Regions from separate parts of the Mus musculus genome. Here regions 1, 2, 3, 4, 5 and 7 are each linked to region 6. The links are chromatin contacts, called in public Hi-C, HiCAR-type and promoter capture Hi-C maps. All regions are on one chromosome and are shown on one strand. Each heading gives the region's core, a stretch centred on a gene start, on an enhancer-like site or on the middle of the called end of the contact. The rest is flanking DNA. Distances are from core to core; before and after follow the strand shown.

Region 1 (2,774 bases), core at 112-2,611, 2.5 Mb after region 6:
AGGGTTCCAAAGGCAGAGGTTTCCAGAAACTACTCTGAGGCTCATCTCAGCCCATTTAAGGACAGCTATGAGAAATGAGTTCATCTTCTCTCCTCTACCACCCCTTCCATGCCTTCCTTTCCTGTTCTCCTTTCAATGCTGACAGCTGCCCCTCCCCAATTACCCTCGTTTCAGCCACTCCACAAGGAGTGTTGTTTTCCCCCAACCCCTAAGATCTAATAATAATGTTCGAGGCAGAAAGTTCAAGGCTGAGCTAATAAATATGGGACTATCAGGCCTGTGTTACCAGGCTCAGCTACAGCCATTTCTGACGTGATGATCCAACAGGTATACAGTGACTGCCTACAATGTCATAAGCAGTGTCCTACATGCTGGGGACACCTCTCTCTCTCTGTCACTACATATATATATATATATTGTCAAGAATAATGTTTTATTAAATAATTTCTCAAAGCCACCTTCCCATGTTTGTACAAATAATACAAATGAATACAAATTTTCATTGTTTTAACAGCTAAGTAGTACTTCATTGTAAGAACACACCACAATGTGTACCACTTTATTATAAAGTTTTAAAAACAAGCCACATTCCCTTTGTTTATAATGTGTGGTACAACTTTAAGTGTAATACTTAGGCAGACCTGGGGCAATCTGATTGAGGACATTTTGGGCAATGTTCCCTATGCAAGAGTGGAGAGACTGGACTGGCTCAGTCTGAGACACTTTCTATGGTAGAGGGGGGAAGTTCAGTGGCTGCGATCAGTGCTGGCTGGTGGCCTGAGAGTTCACACCCGGACTGGCTCCCATCACCCTCCAGTGCTTTAGAAATAACCTGGATTTATATTACCCACACATAGCATGGTGCCATTGTTCTGCCTCCAGGATCCCTGTCTGTGCAATAAATTCTGTAGTGTACTGAATAAACAAAGGGAAAAGAAAGAAATAAACTTAAGATTGTGAAATGAGAGCCAGGCAGTGGTGGCACATGCCTTTAATCCCAGCGTTAGGAGGCAGAGGCAGGGGGATTTCTGAGTTCGAGGCCAGCCTGATCTAGAGAGTGAGTTCCAGGACAGCCAGGGCTACACAGAGAAACCCTGTCTCGAAAACAAAAACAAACAAAAAAGCAAAACAAACAAAAACCCAAATCAAAAGATTGTGAAATGAGAAGTCAGAGGTGTGTGTGTGTGTGTGTGTGTGTGTGTGTGTGTGTGTGTGTGTGTGATACAGTCCTGCACAGGGCTGTAGGCAGTGAATCCTTTGCCCCATAGTTACAGGCAGCAAATCTGTTTTGGTGAGTTAAAAAACACAGTTAAAAGTTCTTGCTTCATATTCCCTCCCATTATCAGGCCCAGGCTCGTTTGAAGCTGCTCAAGAATAAGCAGTGTGAAGACCGCAAGTTCTGTCTCCGGGAGACACCTTCTCAGGCGCTGCAGTAACCCAGAAGCCCGGGGCATTCCTCACAGTTTCTTATCTGGGTGGTAAAAGCAGGATGCAGCCTAATTGGTTGCTGGTTCTCTCTGGTGAACGCAAGAGGTTTCTGTTTTAAGAAATAAAGTGACTTCTTGGCGGTTGATTCACTGCCCCACGGGGAGAGGCTGAGCAGAGGCTTCCTCTCCGTAGAGATTTGCATACAGCATCCACTTCCTGCTCGAGAGCCTGCTCCACCACTTACCTGGGACTGGAGAGGGCGAGGGAGGTCTGAGCGGCCCAAGGTGGATCCCCGTGAGCAGAGCCAGCGACCACCCCCTGGGCCGTCTGTCGGTGGCGATCTTAGGTAAGTGAACTCACTGGTGCCTGGCTGCTCTGACCTCTTTAACCACTGGCCGGCTTTCCAGTCCACTGGCTTCTCTGTTGCCACAAGGTCCTGATCTCACTTCCCTCCGCCCTCCGCCCTCATGCCCCCACCTTTACCTTGTCCATCTGGAGGCCAGTTTGAGCTGAGACTGTGACAGAGTTCCAGCAGGAATGTGGCGCCAGTTTAGGGTTTCTCTCGGGCAGGCCTGGCTGAGTTTAACTCTATAAGGAGAGGCACACAGCACTACACGCTGCCGGGTTGGAGTTTTCAGTACTCATAGTCAGCCATCAAGAAATCAAAGTACGCAGTGAGTTCAGGGCCAGCCTGGGTGACGTAGCAAGAACCTGTCTTTAAAAACGAATCAAAACTGTTTCTCCAAGGAGGGAGCCATGGTAGAAAGGATTAAGTACTTGGCTTTCAGCCCAAGACACGTCAGGGACTGCGGGAAGGCCAACTCCCAGTTTTTCTCTATTTTATGCTGGGGGAAAATACCAGCCTCACATTCTTGGGTCAGAAAGTGCTCGCCGCCCCCCCCCCACATTCCCCCCCCCCCCAGGCCTCCATTTCCTTTAGCCAGTGGTTTGCTGGGTCTGGATGGTGCTGGGGAGGCCAGAGAAGAAACACTGGATCTTGGAAGCTGCCTTCTCTGTGACTTCCTAGTTCACAGTGGCCTCTTAGACTAGAGACTTTTTCTAAGGGTGTCGTGGAAAGAAACCAAATTAGTAATTGAAAAAAGCAGAAAACGTGCTTCCAAGTTCTCCCTCCACTTTGGTGTGGGTGCATCTCTTAGGCAATTCTCTTTGGCTCCCAGATGCCTGGATTTCTTCATCCACAAAGTGTGTGTGTGTGTGTGTGTGTGTGTGTGTGTGTGTATACATATGTGTGCACTCACACACTAACATGATTATGTCTAAATTCTTTTCTAAGAAACCAAGGCCAGGGTAGTCCCAGAAGGGTACTACCATAATGGGTGGTCTCT
Region 2 (2,700 bases), core at 56-2,555, 2.6 Mb after region 6:
AGTATTAGTGACCAAGCCAGACAAAATCCATAGGTTCTAATTTAACATCCTCACCAGCAGCATCTGTTGCCCCCGCACCCCCCAATCCCTAACTGTGCCACTTCATCTCCTTTCTAGCTCCAAATAAAGTTGGTTTTTATTTTATGTCTTACCCCACCCCCTTTTTCTTCTGTGTCAACCCGTAGTAAAATCTTGCACTAAGAGTGAATGAAAACACGCCGACTTTTAGGAGCCTTTCCCTTTTGCCAACATTTTCTCTGAAAGGCTCTCGGGGCTCTCCGAGCAGCCGCGAGAGGAGTGGAGGGAGGGAGGTGAGTGGAGCAAACAAGTCTTTCCGTGTTCTCGCTCGTGCCGCGTGTGTGTGTGGGGTGTGTGTGTGTAGCCTGCGCGGGGGAACCCACAGTGGTTGTCCTAGTGCGAGAGGGGCAGGCGGTGGGGGAGTGGGGGGGTGGAGAAAACCACGACGGTGGGAAATCCCTGTGCTGTCGGTGTATCTGCCCAGCTTGGGCAAAGCTGGGCAGGGCCGCGCGTGAATAAATCTCCTTAAGTGGCCGGGCGCAGTCACTGCAGCACCGCAGAAGAGGAGGCGGGCGAGGCGGGGCGCGAGGCTCGCCCGGAGCTGGGGGGAGGGGAGGGCGGAGGAGGGAGCGAGCGCCAGGGCGGCCCTTTTATAGGCCGAGGCCCGCGCGCCCCCGCCCCTCGAGCTGGCCCGGGCTCCAGCTCCGCCGCCGCGTTACCTGAGAAGGGCCGGCACGTCCAACGCTCCGCCCGCCCGCTCGCTCGCCCGCCCGGCCCGCCCTCCCTCCTTCCCACCCTCCCGCTCGGCCAGGGCCGCCCGAGGTCTGTGCCGCGCCTCCCTTCTCCCGCTGGCGGCTTCCCTTACCTTGTGAAAACAAAACAAAACAAAAAATATCCTCTCCGCGGCAGCCCCCGCCTCTTCCGTAAGATGTGACATGGCGGTCGGCGAGGGGAACTCGGGAAGCCGCCAAAACCCTGCGCCCCTCTGAGCCTATCCATGCTATCGGCGCTCCCCGGGCCCCGCCGCAGTGACCCGGCCCACAGGCCGAATCATCGATTCCTCGGCGCGCGGCCCGGCTTCCCGCCAGCTTCTTCCCCAGCCGCGCGCTCCGAGCGGGGGAGAACCCCCTCCTCGTCCCCTCCCACCCCGGGCGCGCGCCCGCCCGCCTCCTCCCCCCCCCCCGTCGCCGCTCGCGCGCGCGCACACACACACCCCTCCTCCCCTCCCCCAGTGGTTGCGTCCGTGACATCATCATCATGGCAACAAGAGCTGCAGCCTGGGACCGAGGAGCCCGTGTGATTCCCGGCGGCGGCGGCCGTGGCGGCAGCAGCAGCGGTACCACCCGACCCGACGAACGCGCGAGGGCTTCTCTCCCGCTGCCTCTCGCCCGGAGCGTCTGAGGAGGCGGCGGCAGCACACAGCCTCCGCAGCCTCCGCGCGCCGCCGCCGCTGCCGCTCGTCCCGGCGTCCGTGCGAGGGGCGGGGGGGAAAAGCCGAACCGAGGAGGAAGGGGAGGAGGCGCCTCTGCGGAGCCCGCCGCCGCCGCTGCTGCCAGGTCGCTGAGTGGAGGGGAGGCGGTGGCGGTGGCGGCGGCGGCGAACATGTTTTCTGTGCGGATAGTGACTGCCGACTACTACATGGCCAGCCCGCTGCCGGGGCTGGATACCTGCCAATCCCCGCTCACCCAGCTCCCTGTCAAGAAGGTGCCGGTGGTACGAGTCTTCGGGGCGACCCCGGCAGGTAAGCGGGAGCGGGCGGGAGCGGGAGCGCGGGCGCCGGGTCGTCGGGGCTGCCCTCCCTCCGCGCACTCGCGCGCACGCCGCCGCCGGCGGCCCTCTACAGGGTCGCTGCGGAGTCTGCCCTGTTCTCGGCTTTGCTCGCCTTCTCTCTCGCGCGCGTGACAGGAGGCGCAAAAGAAAAAAAAATGTGGGCTCGCGTGAGCGCTGCGCCCCCCTCCGCGGCAGAGAGGCGGCGGGCGCCCGGTCTCTCCTTTGCGAGCGGCGAGCAGGCTGGAGCCCCTGCCTCGGTGGGTCGGGTGGCTGCGCCTCGTCCCCAAGGACGAGTTCGCGGGTCCTTAGAGGTCGGTCCCCGGCGGAGACCCCGGCCACTCGCTACGTGTCCCTAGTGCCCCGTTCGAGAAAAGGCTTTGAGGGCAGAGGCGAAGTGTCAGGCGTGTTGTCCGTCGCTCCCGGTTGCCTCTGTTCACCCTCGCTCTCCTCTGCCCCTGCCGGAGATGCTGTGGCTGTAGAAAGTGGCGCCCGGGGCCAGATAATTTTTCTCATTGAAGTGACCATGTGGCTCTTCTGTGAGTGCAGGTCGTGACTGCTTAGAGTTTAATGCCTCGACAGGGACAGAGCGGCATCCTCAGGTGCAATGCTTTCAGGAAATGTGCATCCATGGAAATAGGAACTACGTGTTTGTGTCGCCCAACATAAAATACTACACCTAATGGGGGTGGATTCGTTAGGAAACACAGCCAAGCTCAGCAGCATAGGCATTTTAAAATTCCTCTAGGCTGGGTTGCAGGGTTGCATTTTAAAAATAGATTAAAAAAAAAAAAGCCATTTTGAAGAAATGGTGGGGGGGGGAAATGACAAGCTATGTTCTGGAACACTCTTTGGGTTTATAATATAAATAGGTTAGGGGCCAGATATACAAGGTTTTGCGTTTTTATCTTTCAG
Region 3 (2,788 bases), core at 124-2,623, 2.4 Mb after region 6:
CGCCTTTTTTGATTGACTTAGGTTTTTTTAACTGACAAGGTCAGGCTTCAGTCATGCCTTCAGTGCGTTAGCAGAGGCGGTAGCAGCTCCTTCCTCAGAGTAGCCAGTTTGTCACCTCAGATGCTCTTCTCCAAGGGCTGCTGGGAACCAGTGCTGGCTGCCTGCAGGTGGCTCCATGTTCTTCTCTCCCTCCTTTCATTTCCCCTGGGTCTTGGGCACTGGGCAATCCTAAATGCTGACCTCTTATGAAAGACCAAAGGATTGCATAGCCAGGCTCCTCAGCAGGAAGGAAACTCAAGGAAGGCAGAGACCCCCACCCCCTTCCTCCCTCTCAGACTCTGTACCATGAAGAGGAGGGAGGAGGCTGGCTGGCGTTGCCTCTCTGCCTCCTTTGTCACTGCTCTTTGCTCTTAGAAGCCCAGGAATTCAAGCTGAGTGTGTTTCCCAACTGCCTGGTTTATCAACATTCACACCAATCTGCTGCTGCAGCTTTGAAATCCTAAATCACTGCTGGATGCAGAGGCTGCTGCTGTGCTCCTGCGTTCCTTGTAGCTTGGAGGAAGTGCCAACACGCAGTCCCAGTGGTTGGGAGACACAGGGCTCCCTGTCATTCTTCAGAGGAGACGCCTGCCTCACTTCAGACTTGCAATGCAGATGGCGGCTGGCAGATTCTGCTGTGGCTGTTTCCACAACCGTGCTTCCGAGCAAAGGGGCAAGCGATGGGGATGCCACGCCCACTGTCCCAAGCTTGCTCCTTTCGATGCGCTTTTCATGTTTTGTTTTGTTTTTTTTTTTTTTTATTACACTTTTACTTAATCTGTGTGTGTGCCCGGGCAAAGCTTCCATGCAAGGCGTGGCATGGAAGAGTGGAGGTCAGACAACTTGGGAGCCATCAGTTCTCCCCTCTAGCAGGAATCAAACTCAGACCTGTGGGCTTTGCAGTAGGCATCCTTACTCACTGAGCCATCCCACCCTCCGGCCATCTGCTTCTGTGAGAGCTGGATCTTCGTGACTAGTGCTACTGAATTAAAGGAAGAGAAAGAACCCCCTGTTTTCTGAAAGGCTGGGGCTCATGCAGAATCATCTGTCCAGGAACCCCCATGCTGACTGGGGGGATCTGCGGAGTGAGGTTTTGTCCTGCCTGAGAAGGAACCTCCTGGGCTCTCATCCTCCTCCTACCTATAGAAAGGACATTGGCGATGCCTGTTCAGGCAGCCGCTTTGTTCTAGTGTGTTTGCTTGTGCCTATGCCAGGTGACACTGTGACTCCTGGCCCACCGCCAGTCCCGCTACAACTGTTACTAAAACAGAGGAGGCCAGAGAGCCAGGCTTTGCGACTGAGCCGCAGATGTGACACTGGCTTTCCTGCTTGTGCTAGTTTGCGACTAGAAGCCCGTGGTTCTACAGAGCATGTGCAGAGTGGGGGAAACAAGCCTGACTGGATATGGGCAGTGAGAAGTGATGTATCCAGCAGACCTTAGTGTTTCAGAAGAGTGCTAAGTTGTATAAAGTGGGGCTGCTCCCTCCTGTGCTCCACCGGGATTCAGGAAAACTAGCTCAAAAGTCAAAGCTAGCTGGGCAGTGGTGGTGCAAGCCTTTAATCCCAACACTTGGGAGGCAGAGGTAGGTGGATTTCTGAGTTCGAAGCCAGCCTGGTGTACAGAGTGAGTTCCAGGGCTACACAGAGAAACCCTGTCTCAAAAAAAAAAAAAAAAAAAAAAAGAAAAAGAAAAAAGAAAAGTCAAAGCTGTGTCAGCTGGAAAGGGTGAAAACAACAAGCATAAGGACAAATCCCCCTGCCTCTACAACCAGCAGCATCCAGAGAGTGAGTGCTGGTTAGACCTCCCTTCCCTAGGGCTGGCCAGTACACAGCTCAGCCCAGTCCAAGCCCTCAGTTCCAGGAAGAGCCTGCTTAATTAAGGATTGTCATTCCTACATGGTTAGGGTCTCCAAGCATATAGGACTTAGAACTGAAGCATATTCATTGCCCCCACCTTGTCTGCCTGTAAGACTCTGGGGAGCCTTAGCTTACCTGGGACCCCCTGAGTGAACCACGTGAAGCCGGGATCGATGCAAAAAGCAAGAGGAATTTATTGCTCCAGTGCACTGGGGCCATCCCAGACCCGAAGGAGTGGTGGCTACTCCCAATATCCCAGCGAGTTCTTATATGGTTTCCAGGGGCAGAATAGAGCATCAGCAACTAGGCACAATAAGATTGGTGGAATAGTGCACCCTTTAAACTGATTGGTCTTTAGGGAATGAGGTGACAAAGACTTTCCTTGTCTGAAGGTGGCAACAGTCAGTACTGTGGAATGTGTCCCCACCGGCAGGTCCGATCCTGCCATGTGGTCTGAGAAATGGTAATTAGCCTCTCCCTTCCGGAGGGTCAGGTGTTTCATGACCTTCCCAAAGTTCCTAAGCTGACCTTTTCATGCCCAGGTCTGGCGTGATCACCCATTGCGTCCTCAGGTTTGACATCAGTGCCTCTGCTTCCCTTGCCACAGTAAGGTTTCTGCAGCTCTCTCTGTGTGTTCTCACTGCCTGCTTGCTGCACAACCCCTCAGCACCCAGCAAGGAGTAGAAAGCACGCTCACTGCTCTTGACTGGTTAGCTATTGTGCCTTCCAGAAGTTGCCTCTTAATGTGCTCCCCTCCCATCTCCAGTTTTATGCTTTATTACTATGTGATTGTTTCAACTTACATACAAATTCAGTTGAGAACTGAAACAAGGGAACTTGAACTCATCAACATGGTGCATTCTCACAGTGCAGTCTCTGTCACGCGCCTGCG
Region 4 (2,700 bases), core at 196-2,695, 2.3 Mb after region 6:
GTGTCCCAGTCGGCTACCTCTGTTGGAGTCTTCCTGGTTCACCTGATACTTTGTACTGGTTCTCTTACCCTGTTTCCTGTGGCATTCAGAAAGACCTGCTAGCCCAGCCCTGTGCTCTAACCCACTTGTCTTTGTCTCTAACTGCCAAGCTTTGTAAGTGCTCCCCAGCATAAATGCCCCCCAGCGTCAGCCTTCCCTCACTTCAGTGGGTGCTCCCTAGCATTCGCTCCCAGTATCAGCCTCCCTTCACTTCAGTGGGTGCTCCCCAGCATCCTCCCCTAGCGTCAGCCTTCCCTCACTTCAGTGGGTGCTCCCCAGCATCCCCACACCCCAGTATCAGCCTCCCCTCACTTCAGTGGGTGCTCCCCAGCATCCCCACACCCCAGTATCAGCCTCCCCTCACTTCAGTGGGTCCTCCCCAGCATCCTCCCCTAGCGTCAGCCTCCCCTCACTTCAGTGGGTGCTCCCCAGCATCCTCCCCTAGCGTCAGCCTCCCCTCACCTTTTTGTGATCACCTTTCATGATCTTGTTTCAGTTCGGCATGGTCTCTGTGTCTGATGGAAATAAACTCATTGGAGGAAAATGAACTTGTGCTGCTCTGATTCCTGCTGTTCTACAGGTGCTGTGAACTATTCTGAAGAAGTCACAGACAACCTAGATCTAACAGAATATGTTTCTCTGAAAGTTTTAACTTGGAGTTGAAGATATTTCTCAGTGGTTACAGTACTCTCCTAGTACGTCCAAGGCTTTCAGTCAGTCTCCATGAATAACCAACCTACTGTGAAGTTTTGCTCCTCTCAGTGCCATATTAAGTGATATTCTTATACCATTGACCTTTTTCAAGATTCATCTGTGTACCATGATGAAATTAATTTATCTTACTGCTGTCTCCCATGGTATCCACTTTAAGATGTACCACAGTTTTTAAGTATCTTCTCCTGTCAGTGGGTATCTGGGTCATTTCTGTTTTTATTTTTTTATGTTTGTGCTATTTTCATCAGTGCTGCCGTGAGCATTGAGTGTGCATACTACAGCAGCTTCTCTGTGAGAGATCGCGAGGGTAGAGCTCCTGAGTCAGAGTGTGTGTGCACCCTCCACTCCACTGGATAAAACCAGATTGGTTTCCGAAGTGTGGGTCAACAATTGGCATGCCTATGAGGAAACAGTAACTTTGAAGAGGAGAGAGAAGTCTGGGGAGAAGGTGGAAAGCAGGGTTAGCTAAACATTGGACAGGAAAGGGACACCACTGGGCTGTGGTGAAGTAAGCTTCCTTTTGAAGAGTGGAGTAACCGTGGGATACTGAGGAAGAGTGAGGGGGTTTTAAGTTGTCACCAGGGAAACAGTAGCAAGTGACCTCATGGACAGGAGTCACATTACACTGAGGGAGCAGAGTCCGTCTTGCTTGCAGTGGGCATGCCCAGTCCTCTCCTCACCAGGTTCGAGCTGGCAGCACTTGTAGGCACTGCCTGGGGAGCATGTGCTGCCAGGCTCAGACAGGTCTGTTTCCAGGTCAGATGCATGGTGTCTTGGCCTCTAAGAAAATTTTCACAACAGCCACAGGAGCATGCAAATATTTGTCCAGTTACCTCCGTGCAGTCACAGTGGCCCCTTGTGCCAGCCATGCTCTGTGTCATTCCTATTCGGCACACTTACTTACACATTGCAGTCTCTTCTACTTCCTACCTGTACCTGATGAAAATTCAGAAGTTCCCAGGGGCTCCTCATTCACTTGACCAGAATGAGAAGAAATGTCTATGGCGTGAAGAATAGCAATGGCTCTGAGCTGTGACACAGTCCTTAGTGACTGACTGACCACTCTGAGTTTTAAAGGAGTATGCTTGCTTTTCAAAGAATTCCCGTTCTTCCAAATGTAGACGTGGGGACCGGTAGCTCCTTTGTTGCTGTTTCTGAATTGGAAAGTGGAGCAGTAAACCATTAAAAGCACGTGGTCTCTGGAGGCTGAGAAGGGCAGCTTTTTTTAACTTGTTATTTTTGGACCCTCTTCATTAATAATAACATTTGTCAGATACATTTGATTCCAGGCCAGCGAGATCACTGATGCTGAAACCTTCAAGATAAATATATCGTAGCTTTTCATTATGTGTTGACTAGTAGTATTGCGGGTTAGACACTTTTGAGGGTGATATTTCCAATTTGAGGAACATCCTGTTGTTCTGTAACTAACACTTGTACACTGCCAAAAAGGTGGGAAAGAACCCTAATGTCCCATGCTTGAGTTTGCCTCGTGTAACCAACCTGCAAAGCCCCATGGGGTGCAGGTCAGTCTTGGTTAAAATGTGGAGTGCCCAAATTAATAAGTCAGCCGGACAGCTGTTTAGGTTGCTAAATAAGAAGAAAGTAGGAGAGAAAATCACTTGTGAAATACAAGCTTAATTTTGAAAGCAAAATTCCTATGCGGGAAAAGCCTACAGAAACCACACTGGAATGCTAATAGTTGTCTTTGGGATCTGAGATTATGGGATTTCCCATAATCTTGTTTGTGTTTGCTAATGTGACTATAGAGTTTTATAATAAAATTAATTAGAAGGGTAGGTGTAAGGGAAGTTGATCTGGATTTCAGTTGCTGCTCTCCCACTAACCAGCTGTTTGGCCATGGGTAAACATTTTTGCTTGGCACTGGCGCCTCAGGAACTAAAAAGATGTGTCATCTTCCCCATTCACAAGGCTGTTGTCAGTTGG
Region 5 (2,700 bases), core at 38-2,537, 2.8 Mb before region 6:
CAACTGTCTTTGAGTGAGAACACTCACCTTTGGCATAGAAAGAAAGAAAAAAATCAAGCTGCATGATATGCCATGTGTTGTTCTCACCACCTCAGAGTCTTAGGCGAACCAGGAGCCATTATTTCCCTCATTAGAGTTCTTAGGGTAATGTTTTTTGTTTTTGTTTTTTTTCTTTAAACCCCTATTCAAAGACTCTTACTGTAGTGTAACCATATTCTGGGAGGAATCAATTTCCCAGGGCAAAGAACTCTAAAGCTTTGTTCTAATAGAAATTCAAACATTAAATATGCAAAATTTAAGTTTCTGTTTTTTTCTATCCCTTAAGGATTAACATCCGAATTCTCAGACTTTAGCAAACTGAGAGACCGTGGTGATTAAATACATAAATAGCTTTTATTTATTTAAATAAATGATTGAGTAAATAAATAAATACATTTTCTAAATTGACTTGAATGAATGACCCTTCTTTTTTAAAGTAGATTATTTTAAAGACACAGTTGCTTAAGTGTGTGAAAAACCCTGATTGATTCTACCTTCACAAAGGCAAATTTGGGCAAATGTTAGTTGGCTCCATACCCACAGGCATGAAGCAGAACCTAAGATCATAAACCAAGGCAAAGGAGGATTAATGTGTATCGTTTTAGAAATTGAATCCTCTGAGGTTACATTTCCTTCACTAATTCTCAGGGGCTAACTGTGTATATGGCATGCGTTGTGGCCACCTGTAAATAAGGCGCGGTTTACTATTTATTTAAAAGTGAAGAAATATCCAATTGCTTTGTAAATGTCGGCCAATGTATACAAACATCAAAATCTCTGCAGAAATCGAAATTAACCTTAGGAATGTCTTGTTTGCTTGAAAGTAAAAACAACGACGACACTTTTTGCCCCCTAAATCTGATTCTGCGCAGCTCCTCAGTAGCCGCTATGAATCGAATCTGTGTCCGAAATAAGGAGGGCCTGTGAGCTGGTGAATTCGCTTCTCTATTCCTGGGAAGCATGAATAAAATCTGACTTTATTAGACAATAGGTTCTATTTTAAAATTTATTTTGAGACATGGTTTAGATACTGTCGAAATTAATTAGAGACTTACGAATAGACGTAAAATATAATTCGACATCCATTTATGTACTCAATTTCCCAGATGAGATTAAATTTACAGCATCATTTAAAAAGACAAAAAGAACACACTTGATCGACAAAATTACCTGGATTGCCAGTTCTCGCGCTACGGTTAGTTGCAGCTGGTATCCTGACGTCACAGGTTGCCATGGTAGCACCAGCCCAGAAGGAAAAGGGGTGGAGCTAAGCACTCACTGCGGTTTTGCGCTGCGTCTGCAGAGGACAAGGAAAGCTCTGCAGGGCTGTCAGCTGCCAAAATGAACGGCGTGGAAGGGAACAACGAGCTATCTCTCGCTAACACCACGACCCCCTCCCATGCCTCCGAAGATCTGGATCTGAAGCAGGACCAGGGGCTCCAAGAGGAAACCGACACAGTGCGGGAGATGGAGGCTGCAGGTGAGGCCGGTGCGGATGGAGGCGCGTCTCCGGATTCCGAGCACTGCGGCCCCGAGCTCTGCTTCCGAGTGGCTGAGAATAGTTGTGCTGCGGCAGCGAGAGGTCTGGAGGATGCTCCGTCTCCATCAAAGGGCGGGGACGCACCCTCAGCCCCTGTGGCAGCCGACGACAGCAGTAAAAATGGCTGTCAGCTTGAAGGGCCTCACAGCCCTGCTAAACCGAAAGCCCTGGAAGCCTGTGGTGCGGTGGGCCTGGGGTCTCAGCAGATGCCGGGGCCGAAGAAGACCAAGGAAATGACGACTACCAAGTGCGCCATCTCTGTGGCCACCGGCAAGGAGGGAGAAGCAGGAGCGGCAATGCAGGAAAAGAAGGGGTTACAGAAGGAAAAAAAGGTAGCTGGAGGAGGGAAAGAGGAGACTCGACCCAGAGCTCCGAAGATCAATTGCATGGACTCGCTGGAGGCCATCGATCAAGAGCTGTCAAATGTAAATGCGCAGGCTGACAGGGCCTTCCTCCAGCTGGAACGCAAATTTGGGCGGATGAGAAGGCTCCACATGCAGCGCAGAAGTTTCATCATCCAAAACATCCCAGGTTTCTGGGTCACCGCTTTTCGGAACCACCCCCAGCTGTCACCAATGATTAGTGGCCAAGATGAAGACATGATGAGGTACATGATCAATTTAGAGGTGGAGGAGCTTAAGCAGCCAAGAGTAGGGTGCAAATTTAAGTTCATCTTTCAAAGCAACCCCTACTTTCGAAATGAGGGGCTGGTCAAAGAATATGAGCGCAGATCCTCAGGTCGAGTGGTGTCACTCTCTACGCCAATCCGCTGGCACCGGGGTCAGGAACCCCAGGCCCACATCCACAGGAATAGGGAGGGGAACACGATTCCCAGTTTCTTCAACTGGTTCTCAGACCACAGCCTCCTAGAATTCGACAGAATAGCTGAAATTATCAAAGGGGAGCTGTGGTCCAATCCCCTACAATACTATCTGATGGGCGATGGGCCACGCCGTGGAGTTCGAGTCCCACCAAGGCAGCCAGTGGAGAGTCCCAGGTCCTTCAGGTTCCAGTCTGGCTAAGCTCTGCCCTCGTGAGAAGCTCTTGCAGAGGAGTCCTTACCACCTCCTCAGCTTGGCCAGCAGCATGCAGCCTTCTGTCTGCTTTCTCTTCCTGTTGGA
Region 6 (2,738 bases), core at 62-2,561:
CTCTGCCTGGGTCGCAGCAGCACTGAGGCAATCCTCGAGGGTGGCCAAGGTGCCACTCACACGAACAGTCCAGACCAAAACACCAGAACTGCTCCCTTCTTGGCAGGCAGGAAAGGGTCTTCAAAAACCCACTGAGAATTCCCACCACACCAGGATACCATTTGAAAAGTCATATGGGTGTGTAATTACACAGCTACCAAAGGGGGAGGGGAAGGGCCATCGCAAAGGCACTTGGAAAAGCTGCCTGTCCGGCTCTAACCAGCCACCTTTCCAAGAACCCGAGGCATACTGCCTCTGGATACAATAAGACAAGCCTTCTCAGCTTGCCTTTCTCCACCGCCATCCGCGTTGGCTCCCCCCTTCCTACACACACATACACACGCGCGCGCACACACACAACCACACCAGAAATCTCAAAGACGACCCAATCTCGACAATAAATACGTGAGCCACCCAAACACCACTGTGGCCCCAAATACAAATGCAACCTGGAGGGGCGTTGGGGGGGGGGTGCATCTAACTAGTCACGTTCAGCCAATCTCCAAACCACGCCATTTTAGACGATTTATCACTCTTCCTCCGGTCTACTCAAGAATTGGCCAGGATCCTTAGGAACCACTCCTTTGGGGTGGGGGTGGAGGGTACCCTTCCTATGAAAAATTGACAATTTAGGCTATCATTACCCATTCAACTTTCAGACTAGAATCTGGCTAGGCTCCCCTCCCTCGAATGCATCTCGGGCGCGACCAGAGGGAAGACGAGGCGTCCAGATTAGAGAAAGACACCCAAGAAATGCCAAGAACCACAGGTAGAATTTACCTGCCCATTTGCTTTGGAAGGCGACGAGGCCACAGCCGCCTCCCCGGGCCTCTCGGCGGTGGCTTCTCCCTTCGCTGCGGTCTTGGAGAACTGGGCACCCATGCTGGCTTCTTCAACAAAGAAACTCAACAGATCCAAGAGAGGAAACAAAGAGCCTTCGGTTGGTGTAACGACGGGGCGAGCAGCAGCAGCAGCAACAGCGGCGGCGGCACACACACCGGAGGGAGGGGGTGGGGGTGGCGAGGAGGACAGAAGAGACCCGATTAAATACTCCGGATAAAAAATTTTTAGTCGAAGAGATCAAAAAAGCAGCAGCGCAGGAAGGAGGGAAAAAGGTGGAAAAGTCGAGCACAAAAAAGGAGCCCAAGTGTAGTTTTTTTAAAAAAAGAAGTAATAAAAAAAAATCCCAGATTTGTAGCCGCACTGTAGACAAGAGGAAAATGGAGAAATCTCCCTGGTTGCTAATAAGATGCGGGGTCCAACGCCCAAGTGCACAGATGAATGGGCTCGCGGGCGCTGACGCGGCCCCCGCGCGCGCTGGCCAATCCGCGCGCCGCACACAAAGCAGGGGGCGGGGCCTGCGCTCCGGGCGAACAATGGAGCCGCGCTTTGCAAACGGTTTGAAAATCAGCCTCAGACCAAGAATTAATGTCTTCCAAATAAATAAATCAATTAAAAAATACGTGCTTCTCGTCTCCCTCGGCCTGAAAATAATAATGCATGTCTTGATTGGCTTGCTTTGTTTGGAATTAATTAACGCGGGAGGGGGTACTTATGGATGGGGGCGGAGAAAGCTTTAACTTGACTCGCATTGACTCTTGCCGGTCTATATCCGCGTCTGTCTCTAGCCATTCTCTCCCCTCCCCCATCTTTCCCGTGTGTTTACGTGTATAAGTGTGTATACGAGTGTTAAAGACAATGGGTAGGATTTGTGTGCTAGCAGCATTTTTTCCCTCCGCACTCCATAAGGGTTTCACAGATAGTGCGCAAGGATTTTTTTTTTTGGGGGGGGGTGTTTCTTTTTTTAAAAAAACTGCTGCAATTGTTAAATCGTCCCACACTGAAAGGTATTTAAACCACGAAGATCGAATTTCATCTAGCAAGATCTCCAGTTGGAATTAGGTCTGTAGGCCAGATGTGGGAAACGCAAAAACAGCAAACAGCCTAAGCCATGCTCGTTCCTTTCTCTCCTAGAGGCGTGAAATAAAATATTTTGAAATTGGTCCTTGGAGCACCTCAAATCGCGTCTCTCCAACTATTCCAATTACCGATCACTTTTCCACAAAACATTGTGAGGACCATTTTCAGAAGATCGAAACTTGCTAGCATGTTATCACTGTAAGAAACGACATCATTAATTTTCCTCTGTGGTAAAACTAGACCGAGCCTTGAGTGTACGAATCCATATTTACAGTTGGGAGGCAGCTACTCTCGTCGACACGGGTTGTTTTCCTAGCCTGCTGCCAACATCGGAGGGACTCTCATTTTGAACTTGTCTGTGCACAGCATCAAGTGTGCTCCTGGAAGAGAGGCAACAGCGAGGAAATCCTAAAAGACCGAGTCCTAGTCTCAGAAGAAATCGCCTGCAAGGTTGAGAGACAGAAAGAAAATCCCTGGAGACTCCACGTCTAACCCAGGCTAAAGGCAAAGCTCTACAGCGGTGTGTAGGATATCTCTCTCGTTCGCTACAGCCCTTGCCACCGAAGTACCAGACGCTTTTAGTGTGTGAAAGACCAGGCGTTGATTTAATGTATCTGGAAGGGAGAGGGGATAGAGGATGCAACTTAATAAATATTCCTCTAGTCTCGCTCATGAAAACATCCAAAACATCTTTCGGCGTTTGCATTTAATGACTGCAACGTGAACGATGGAGGCGAGAAGCAGTCGAGGGAATGGCTCGTTTCTCTTAGTGTTGGCTC
Region 7 (2,713 bases), core at 62-2,561, 2.2 Mb after region 6:
AGGTTTCAGGAAGAGATCGGACATGGAATTCCTCAGTGTCACCTTCTCTTGTCCTCAGTTTCCTCGTCCATCACATGAGGATCATTTACTGAATAGCAGCAAATTTCTCAAAAGAGCACTGCGGAAAAGACAAAGAAAAAAAAGTCAGCAAAAGAGACTGGTATTTTTAAACTACAGGGGAAATGTACTGAGCAGGAAAGATAACACAGACCTTGAGCGCCTAAGGAAGCCAAGGCTGCTTCGCTTAAACTTACTTCTTAGAAGATTAGATTTGCTGAGGGGGAGGGATGAGTTTCTTACCAAAATCATTAAAGAAAATGATTCTGAACATGTCTTAAAACAGAGTTCTCAGTAAACAGGAATTGCCTATAAAGAAAATCAGGAAGGCAAAATGTTTCTTTTTATGAAGTTACATCCTGCCATAGAAAAGCTGAATCGGAAATAAAGACTGCAGACCAACCCGGCTATTATTTCGTCAAGGAAAATCTGAGCAAAAAGCTCAGCTCAGCCACCAGCGAAAACAAGAAAACCAAGAGAAGTTTGAATGCCCCAAGGAGCCAGACGAGCAATGGCCACTGGTAAACAGCTAGGGAAAAGCACAAGCAATCTCTACTGGGTGGTTTTGGGACTCTTTGTTGCAGGCCCCTTGAATTTCAGTCATACTTCTCTTTCACTTTTCCTGGGGTAGGTGTGGGGGGGGGGGCGGGGAGCATATTTGGGTACCCAAGAAAATGAGACTAACAAGTCATTAATTTCTTACTATTTGTTGTGCGTTTGCTGGTCCTAGCTTTCCCAGTTTCTGCAATGGTACTTCTCTACTTTGCTCCTCACTTCCCTAATTTGCCATCGCCATTCTTAACACCTTTCCATTTTATCCTCCCACTCTCAAAGGCGAGGCTATCTCTTTGGAGAAATAGGTTCCCATGGCTGTGAGGCTGGAGTGGCAGGTGCCAGTCTCCACTGGCAAAGTGGAAAGCAGCTCATTCCCTGCGCACTCTCCTGCCCACCTCACCAACTCGCAACTCCACACGATCCTCAGACACACAACTCTTCCTTCTCCGCCAACCTCGCATCCTCTCACACACCCTGTGGCCGTGCGCACCGCAGGCTGCCCGCCACCACTGTAAAGCTCAACCCACTCGGCGGCCCCACCCATGGCCGTCCCGCCTCCGACGCATTCACCAATGGCTGCCGGCGCTCAGCCCTCAGCGGGCCCTTTGATAGGGCAGAAAGACCTGACAGTCTCAGGGCGTGTCCCGCCCCCTCTCGAACCCCTCGGGATCCGGAGCAGCCCGAGCATCAGCGAGAGTAGCTGCGAGAAGCCGCGGCGGTGGCGGCGGCGCGTCGGTGCAGTTGCGCCATCTGTCAGGAGCGCAGCCGGCGGGGAGGGGGCTCCGCAGAGAGGAGGAGGGGTCGCCGTGCGCCGGGCCTCCGAGACCCGCCCGCTGGTCAAGAGCTCAGCGAGGCCGCCTCTAGCCGGAGCGTTTCGAGGACTCCCCGGGCACACACAAAGCCGCCACCCGCGCCAGGGAGGGACCGGGCTGCCGGGCCGGGGACACCGGCGCCGCCCCCTCGGCGCTTCGCGAGGCCCACGAGCTCCTGGGCCCCGCCGCGGAGCCGCGGGAGCCGCCTGGGCCGCGCCGGAGGAGGGCGGGGAGAGGACCATGTGAATGTGCTCCGGAGCTGAGCGCCAAGCCAAGCAGGTAAGCGACAGGGGATGCGCGGAGCCTCGGGATGCTGCGGAGACGCCCGGCCCAGCGCCCCCGCACGGGCTGCTCCCGCTGCGGTCCCGCCGCGCAGCCTCCAGGGCGCCCCGCGACGCAGGACACTGATGCGGGGTGCCGCCCCGAGGCTGCGCAGGCACCGGGGTGTCTTTCCTCGGCCGCCGGCGGGTGCCGGGTGGAAAATAGGAATTGGCTTGGGGGTGAGGTTGGCCCAGCTCCGCCCCCGCCCTCCTTTCGCGGCCCCCCGCGGGGACCAGGGCTGTGTGTGTTGTTTTAATGTCAGGGATGATGTAATCACTTAATAATTGATGCCCCGTGCTGCTTTCCTCCCCACCCAACCCCTGCCCCACTCCTCCACCTCTCGGCTTCCTCCCTCGGTGGCCCTTGCCGTTCCCCAGCGCATCCTCCTGCCTATTTCTGGAACCTCCCTTGCACTTCCCCCACCCTCCCCTTCACCCTTCCTGTGCTACCACCCACCCACCCTTCCCCTTTCCCCTGTGTCTGGCCTTGCCTCCTCTTCCTCTGTCCCCCCACCCCTTTTGCTCTCTCAAGCTTATTTCTCCTCCCTTCTCGACACGCTGGATTTCCTCCCTACTTCCCTAGGTCGGTAGACGGTTTTGTTTGGTCTCCTCTAGGCTCTCTTATCTTTGAGGCCACAGGGACTGACTGAGCTAGAAAGAGGCCACCAAGCTTGGGCCCAGGAGGCGTTTGCTGGGACTCACTGGGAGGAGGGATAATAAAATCACCCGTTTTGCCCCTCCTTCCTCTAATAAATCAGACTCATTCTGTGTGTGTGTGTGTGTGAGTGTGTGTGTGACACAAAGAGCCCTTTCAGTTCATAGAGGAGAGACACATAAAGTACCCAGGGCACCATGCTTCTTGTGTCTCATCCCTGGGGCGTCCCTTTCTTTCTGGTGAAGCAGTTGATCTCTTAGTCTTTTCTGCCACACTTACCAAAAAATGAAGGCTCCCGGATCCCGGGTGGCAGG

The links. Promoter capture Hi-C pulls out the DNA fragments that hold promoters and counts their contacts. Hi-C and Micro-C count contacts between places; a contact is called where the count stands out from the background. HiCAR-type assays count read pairs that join an accessible place to other places.
Region 1: a Hi-C map of B cells shows a contact between it and region 6, with 5 read pairs. The contact joins the promoter of Traf3ip2 here to the promoter of Marcks in region 6. A contact is called at or near these places in 3 of 39 promoter capture datasets (hippocampal neurons, liver and pre-B cells), 1 of 484 Hi-C or Micro-C datasets (B cells) and 1 of 115 datasets of contacts at active chromatin or transcription factors (large pre-B cells).
Region 2: a HiCAR-type map of astrocytes shows a contact between it and region 6, with 5 times the contacts expected there. The contact joins the promoter of Rev3l here to the promoter of Marcks in region 6. A contact is called at or near these places in 1 of 39 promoter capture datasets (cranial neural crest), 1 of 484 Hi-C or Micro-C datasets (embryonic stem cells) and 1 of 115 datasets of contacts at active chromatin or transcription factors (astrocytes).
Region 3: a contact with region 6 is called in a HiCAR-type map of astrocytes, with 7 times the contacts expected there. The contact joins the enhancer-like site here to the promoter of Marcks in region 6. A contact is called at or near these places in 4 of 39 promoter capture datasets (the C10 cell line, hippocampal neurons, liver and 1 more) and 3 of 115 datasets of contacts at active chromatin or transcription factors (astrocytes, differentiating embryonic stem cells and embryonic forebrain).
Region 4: a HiCAR-type map of astrocytes shows a contact between it and region 6, with 6 times the contacts expected there. The contact joins the enhancer-like site here to the promoter of Marcks in region 6. A contact is called at or near these places in 4 of 39 promoter capture datasets (the C10 cell line, hippocampal neurons, liver and 1 more) and 2 of 115 datasets of contacts at active chromatin or transcription factors (astrocytes and bone marrow-derived dendritic cells).
Region 5: a promoter capture Hi-C map of pre-B cells shows a contact between it and region 6, with 3 times the contacts expected there. The contact joins the promoter of Tspyl4 here to the promoter of Marcks in region 6. A contact is called at or near these places in 1 of 39 promoter capture datasets (pre-B cells) and 1 of 115 datasets of contacts at active chromatin or transcription factors (astrocytes).
Region 7: a contact with region 6 is called in a promoter capture Hi-C map of pre-B cells, with 7 times the contacts expected there. The contact joins the promoter of Fyn here to the promoter of Marcks in region 6. A contact is called at or near these places in 2 of 39 promoter capture datasets (hippocampal neurons and pre-B cells) and 1 of 115 datasets of contacts at active chromatin or transcription factors (astrocytes).

What each region holds. Positions count from the first base shown.
Region 1 is chr10:39,611,573-39,614,346 of GRCm38.p6, forward strand. Traf3ip2 (TRAF3 interacting protein 2) reads left to right here and starts at 1,362. Exons shown (of 9, transcript NM_134000.3): 1 at 1,362-1,774. Gm16364 (predicted gene 16364) reads right to left here and starts at 2,110. Exons shown (of 6, transcript NR_152259.1): 1 at 1,912-2,110.
Region 2 is chr10:39,730,855-39,733,554 of GRCm38.p6, forward strand. It overlaps Rev3l (REV3 like, DNA directed polymerase zeta catalytic subunit), which reads left to right and starts at 1,306. Exons shown (of 32, transcript NM_011264.3): 1 at 1,306-1,759. The coding sequence starts at 1,621. It overlaps E130307A14Rik (RIKEN cDNA E130307A14 gene), which reads right to left and starts at 1,153. Exons shown (of 3, transcript NR_038037.1): 1 at 884-1,153.
Region 3 is chr10:39,501,173-39,503,960 of GRCm38.p6, forward strand. All of the region lies in intron 3 of Fyn (Fyn proto-oncogene), which reads left to right. Among named protein-coding and RNA genes, the nearest start is that of Gm40627, 88 kb to the right of the region's middle. Within about 2 kb of position 1,374, at least 48 of the 459 cell types and tissues checked have an H3K27ac peak or open chromatin away from gene starts, as enhancers often do. A contact at or near this core is called in astrocytes and embryonic forebrain, where this site is marked.
Region 4 is chr10:39,405,011-39,407,710 of GRCm38.p6, forward strand. All of the region lies in intron 2 of Fyn (Fyn proto-oncogene), which reads left to right. Among named protein-coding and RNA genes, the nearest start is that of Fyn, 37 kb to the left of the region's middle. Within about 2 kb of position 1,446, at least 18 of the 459 cell types and tissues checked have an H3K27ac peak or open chromatin away from gene starts, as enhancers often do. A contact at or near this core is called in astrocytes, where this site is marked.
Region 5 is chr10:34,296,134-34,298,833 of GRCm38.p6, forward strand. It overlaps Tspyl4 (TSPY-like 4), which reads left to right and starts at 1,288. Exons shown (of 1, transcript NM_030203.2): 1 at 1,288-2,700. The coding sequence starts at 1,381. The coding sequence ends at 2,601. Gm26564 (a long non-coding RNA gene) reads right to left here and starts at 1,291. Exons shown (of 5, transcript XR_871568.2): 1 at 1,210-1,291.
Region 6 is chr10:37,137,615-37,140,352 of GRCm38.p6, forward strand. Marcks (myristoylated alanine rich protein kinase C substrate) reads right to left here and starts at 1,312. Exons shown (of 2, transcript NM_008538.2): 1 at 820-1,312. The coding sequence starts at 921. 5930403N24Rik (RIKEN cDNA 5930403N24 gene) reads left to right here and starts at 1,918. Exons shown (of 3, transcript NR_166104.1): 1 at 1,918-2,738.
Region 7 is chr10:39,368,488-39,371,200 of GRCm38.p6, forward strand. Fyn (Fyn proto-oncogene) reads left to right here and starts at 1,312. Exons shown (of 14, transcript NM_001122893.1): 1 at 1,312-1,703. Gm31616 (predicted gene, 31616) reads right to left here and starts at 1,125. Exons shown (of 2, transcript NR_168583.1): 1 at 1,008-1,125; 2 at 1-118.